Regions from separate parts of the Ovis aries genome. Here region 2 is linked to region 1. Evidence: chromatin contacts called from public Hi-C data. All regions are on one chromosome and are shown on one strand. The core of a region is the stretch at or near the end of the contact, and the rest is flanking DNA. Distances in the headings are between cores, read along the strand shown. Region 1 overlaps CUL1 (cullin 1). Region 2 has its middle 67 kb from the start of EZH2.

Region 1 (2,814 bases), core at 92-2,591:
ATCACTTGTTGTGACATCTGTGGATTATCAGAGGGAAGAATGTAAACACACCTTAGAGTTTTATAAAATAATACACTTTATACTTAGCAGACGGCAGAGTTCAGGCTTGGTGGTAGGTGCTGTGGAAAGTCTCCAGGTTTCAGGGTGAGGTCCCAGCAGTGCCATGGGGCCCCTGCCCACAGCCCCCGGGGATGGTCCATCCGGGCTCAGATCCAGCTCTGTTGTTCACTAACCACTGACCGCATTGCTCACTCGCTTGTCCTGTCTGTGGCAGTTAGGAAGAAAGACTAATGATGGTGACCACCTTCTAGAGGTTTTGTGAATAAAGAATACTTAATGCTTGTAAAGGGCTTCTTACATGAAAGTACGCAGTGCTCAGCAGTGAGGATTGCAGTTTTTCTCAGGTATCCAGTCCTGTTTAATTTTTTTAAATTATGTAAAAATTATATGATTTTTCTTATGTCCAAACTCTGAATATTCTTTGTTGAAAAGTCTGACGCACAGACACAGGTACACACATATGCACGTGTGGACGTACGTGAGACTCGAAAGGGGCCACCTTGATGAAGATATCTTTTCAATAACGTAAGGTTTTCCCAATTGTTAATTCAAAGCCCATTTGGCCAGAAAGGCAGGGGTAGCCATCCATTTGGCTGGAAAACATGTTTTACTGCTAATAAATCTGATGTAGGCTGAAATTTTTACAGGTTTTAAGTTTGTAATGTGATTCGAATAATATTTATGTGTTACAAACATCAGAATGGGCTTAAGAATTTTCTGAAGGCATATTTTTCATAGTTAAATGGATTTGAGAATCACATGTGTTCCTGGGTAACTGGTGCCCAGGGAATTCCCCTCGTGGGGTCCCCCTCGCTTCACCCAAATGGGAACTGGCAGTCCTCTCCCTGTGAAGTGTGGCTGAAAGCCTGAACATACGTGCTGCTTTTAGACGAGCTGTGTCTTGTAACTGCCACGCCCCCAGGCCAGGGAACACTAGAGAACAAGGCTGGGGATCAGGGCTCCTCTCGGGGGACGAGGGCTTCAGGCCCACCCGCCATCACGGGAGATTCCAGCGGAGGATGAGAGCTGTCGGCCTTCAGAGGCTGGTGACTGAGGACAGGCGTGCCCAGCCACGCCGCCCGCGCCATCGGCATGCCTCACGGAGGCTCCCGGAGGACTTCAAAACCTTGTGCACCAAGGACTCTTCAGTGATGGGTTTAAACTGCTTTAGAGCTGAACAGATAATTGTTTTAATAGGCAAGTTTTTTTCACCGGCGAGTCACCCCATGTCTGGCCTCTGGACAGAAGGGAGAGAGTGGGCGGCTGGGTCAGCCAGCACATTCCATGCTGCTCTTAGGGAGACAGGCTAGAGCCCAACGTGTGTGCTCAGCCGCTGGCCGTGTGGTGACGGTTTGTAGGAGAATTGTCAGATACAGGAGGAGACTTGAGGGGAGCAGCCTGGAAGCAGAGCCCGCGCCTTCAGGTTCGTTTACAAAGACCGAAGCCCATGGCATGGCCGGCTGCGTTCTTAGTTTTATCTACCACAGCAACCAGATACGTGATGGTGGCTGGTGCTATAACTCAAAGGCCCCATGTATGCTGCAGAGAAAATTGAAGTTGTTTTCATTGATTCCGCAAGGATCTGTGGCCTGGCTCTGAGCCTGGGTTCCCATGTGAAGTGCCACACCTCTGTGCTGCCCTCGGGTCTCAGCTTTCCTTCTCAGACCTCCGTGCCCTTCTCCTCCTGCTCCGCTGACTGGATGGCGGGTCTGTTTTGAAACCTCACGTCTTCCCTCCTCCGTCCTTAGCTCAGCGGGGCAGCTGTGGGCTCGGTGCCCCTGCCCCCCCCTTCGCCCCCAGCAGCATTCGTCCCCTGAGATGGAGTCATTTCCTACTGAGTCTGGACCAGCCGTGGGTCTTCACACCACCATACACGTGCCGTGCTGGACCTGCCTGGTTCTTCTCTCTTCCTAGATGTATGCCTTCTTTTTCCCCTGTATATTACACACCTTCATCTTCCAATACCCTCAAATGCCATTCTTTCCCCAAAGCCTTTCTCGACCACTCCTTGGAACCAGCATCGTGTTGGACTGTTTACACGGCATTCACACTCCTTACATTTTGCTTGTCTGTGTAAATGTCTCCTGCGGAGCTGGCTTTATCCACCGTCGTGCCCTCAGCCCAGCTCCATGCCTCACACAGAACAGGGTCTCGGTGCACTTGGGTCTTTGTGATGCTCCTCTCTGTCTCCCGCAGGATTCAGGGGGCTTACAAAGTGCGAAACAGGCGGTAAGACAAATGAGACAGCAGCAAAGTAAGGGCTGCAGACACAAGCAAAGCTGAGTGCAGAATAGTGAGTGGCACTCAGAATGCATGCAGTGAGGTGGTGAAGTCTGGTCTCCTGACAGAGGTGGGTCACAAATCTGCCTCCAGTGTTTTCCATCAGTACAGAAAGCCTGCTGGAAAAGACAGTTGGCGGTACTGTGATGTACAGTCAGCTCCTTGATTCACACCGATCATAAGGAACAAGCCCTCAGCTCTGAGGAATGACTCTTATCGGCATTCAAAACTGATAATACCTTTCCTAATGGCCCATCTAAAGTGAACACCAGCCATGTGGAAAGTCATCCAAATACAACGTAAATACAAAGGAAAACTATATCAGGTCATTGGATGGCTAAAATTTCCCCTGACACCGAGGTTTCACAGCAGAATGGGGTTCAGGGAAGGAGTCAGGGCAGACTAGTGAGCACTTGCTAGTGAGCACTTGATGATACAGTTGGTTTCATGCTGAATTTTTAATTAGCACTCCGT
Region 2 (2,937 bases), core at 87-2,586, 150 kb after region 1:
TAAAGATTATAATAGAAACTAAAATGATTATTATCATGTAAATTCCCACCTTAGTCAAAAGGCAAAAATCCCCAGATGATAAGGATGTCAGTAGAGCAGTTATCCATGTCTGTAACAGAGCATTTGACAACATTCCTAATATCTTTCTTAATCTATTAGACTCTCCTAGATTATACATATTGTTAAAAACCATGAGTCAGCTAGCTTAGACTGAGGGAACCTCTAACTTTCTTATACCATCATTTTCTCTAAGACTTAAAAAATATCTTAAATTTGGTGTTTTCTCCATTTTTTCCTAAAATTCTCAACCCAGCCCCAATATTCCCAATTTCCCACACTTTTCTCACTAATCATAATAGTCAATTAGAAAGTCAGCTTGGGCCTTTTTCTGAACAGTTTCCTGGTTTTGTCCTTACGGGAATAAAGAACAGTAAGTTACTTGGAAAACCCGAGAAAATACGTTGAATAAGAGCTTTATTTTGAGCAAGTGAAGGAAATCTATTAAAGTTTCCCCAAAAGGAGTTTGTTTTTTAAACAGACAACAACCAAAAAAAGCAAAACTATCCTTAGAAATTATTCAGATGATGCCAAAATTCCAAAGGGTTTATTTCTTAAATCTAGCTCATATTTTAGTTTCTGGGTATAACTCATACCTGACACATAAAACCGAGGTTCAGCCCCACTTCCTCAGCTGAAACCCTTTTCCTTAAGGAAAATAACTTCATGTTTTTGTTGGCAATTTTTTTACGTGCAAAATACTCAGGGGTGGGTAATCTCTCAAGTTTGTCCTTAGACTTTCATTATAAATATTTAAAGCTTGGAAAGGTCACCAATGGTTTGCATTTTCCCAATCGGTTTTTGGAAATAAATACCCCAGCTCCTGTGGTAGGCTGAGAAAAGTTGAGTAATTTATGGGTTGATGTAAACCACTGAAGAACTCCCAGAATAAGGTTTGTAGCACACACGGGGTTTCCTGGATGGCAACTTTACCGGAGGGAAAGAGGAAATCTTGCTGGAACCACCTGTTTGACTCCTGCTGACTCACTCTTAATCCCTAACCAGTAGAGACCTGAGCGTAGACATAGGCATTTCTGGGAGTAGGGGCTTCTAACGATGAGACGAAAGGGGTACCTGCCAGTGCCGGCGAGAGGGACCCGCAGGCCGGCGCCCCCAGCTCGCCGCCCGGCCTCCGCGCGCCGGGTTAGAGCGCACGGTCCGGACCGGCCACGTGCTCCTGACACTGACACGACAGTGACGGCGCCGCCGCTGGGCCGCGCGCCGGGAGCCCCAGGCAAGCGCGTGACTTGGTTTCCTTGTCATTTTCCGCGCGGCCCCACCCGCTGGGGCGGGGCCTGGGCTCCCGGCCAGGTGGGCTGTCCGCACCCGGGCGAACCCTCACTCCCGCAGCTCACGTGGCCGGCAGCCACCCGCCTGCCCGGCTTACTTTCATATTTAGCCAGGCCCTACCCACAATGCTTTCGTTAAAAAATGAAATGCAAAAGAGGTTAGTGGTTAACATAATCCTTACAAATACTTCTTTTAGAAAGAGGGATTTTTGTTTTTCCACATCATATTTAGTGGAGAAGTTGTTCACATCTTATTTCTCATGGTTGCGACATGGGCCATGAAAAGTCTCCTTACTTAAAAAAGTGTCTGGAAAGGAACTATAAATACTCAGAAACCTATCCATGCCCACAGTTGGTCCGAAAGCTGTGGGTTATCATATTTGTCTCCCCCACAACCCCACAACCATGTTTGACTGACTGTGTTTTGCCTTCATCAAGAAGCAGTAATTGGCAGTTTACACAGATTAACTAAAATGGAAATTTTAAGAAATTTTTAGTTTATTATCTAAAAAATAGGCTGGCCTGCCCAAGACTCACAGACATAGAAAACAGACTTGTGATCGCCAAGGGTAATGGGGTGGGAAGGGAGGCGTTTGGAGTTTGGGATTAGCAGATGCAAGCTGTTATATATAGACTGGGTAAACAAGGTCCTACTATATAGCGCAGAGAACTATATTCAGTATCCTGCAATGAACCATAAGAAAAGAAAATGAAGAAAATAAAAGAGCCTGCTTGGTTACATTTTTTTTTTTTCTCGGTAAGGTTAACTTTACTGCAGCGCTTATAGATTTACTTTCAAAGTCCCTAGGGGAGAAAGCTAAATGCAATGAAAGCAACTCTGTTTTAAGTCGCTTTAAACTTATCAGAGAGTTTATCCATTTTTAGAAATCTTACATTGAAAACTTTTAATTCATGGTTAAACAGCAATGCATTTCTTATTTTAAATCAGGAAAAAGGAGGGGAAAGCCAATTAAAGAAGCTTCCTTTCAAAGCTACACTGGCATGATCTCATATGTCCGTATGTATATATAAATATACACGTGTCTGTAGGTGGATAGAAAAAACCTGGAAGAGACATACCACATTATTAACAGTGATTACATAACTGTTTTTGCGTGCATGCTCAGTCATGACAGCCCCATGGACTGTAGCCCGCCAGGCTCCTCTGCCCATGGGATTCTCCAGGCAAGAATACTGGTGTGGGGTTGCCATTTCCTCCTCTAGGGGATCTTCCCGACCCAAGGATCCCACCCGAGTCTCCTGCATTGGTAGGCGGATTCATTACCACTGAGCCACCTGTGAAGCCCTACCTAACTCTAGGGAGTAGGATTTCAGGTGAGGGCATTTAAAGAAACTTTCAGAACGAAAAAATGTATGCAAACAATGGTTGCCAAAAATTCAGTACATTTATAAGTGTCTGCAGCAGCAGCAGCAGCAGCAGTGAATGAGTAGAAAATGAACTTTGGATTATTTCACAACAAACATAAAGCACATACGTTCACAGACCCAGATGGAGACCCAATTTAAAACCACGTGGGAAAGGAGGTTTCTAAATCTGGCAAGACTTCCTGACTCCTCATGGATCCTTTCT

What was found. Hi-C and Micro-C count contacts between places; a contact is called where the count stands out from the background.
Region 2: a contact with region 1 is called in a Hi-C map of hypothalamus, with 3 times the contacts expected there. The contact joins two enhancer-like sites. A contact is called at or near these places in 2 of 16 Hi-C or Micro-C datasets (hypothalamus and tail adipose tissue).

Annotation. Positions count from the first base shown.
Region 1 is chr4:113,133,605-113,136,418 of ARS-UI_Ramb_v3.0, forward strand. The region is part of intron 9 of CUL1 (cullin 1); the gene reads left to right. Among named protein-coding and RNA genes, the nearest start is that of CUL1, 69 kb to the left of the region's middle. Within about 2 kb of position 1,342, at least 4 of the 54 cell types and tissues checked have an H3K27ac peak or open chromatin away from gene starts, as enhancers often do. A contact at or near this core is called in hypothalamus, where this site is marked.
Region 2 is chr4:113,282,450-113,285,386 of ARS-UI_Ramb_v3.0, forward strand. No RefSeq gene overlaps it. Among named protein-coding and RNA genes, the nearest start is that of EZH2, 67 kb to the left of the region's middle. Within about 2 kb of position 1,337, at least 33 of the 54 cell types and tissues checked have an H3K27ac peak or open chromatin away from gene starts, as enhancers often do. A contact at or near this core is called in hypothalamus, where this site is marked.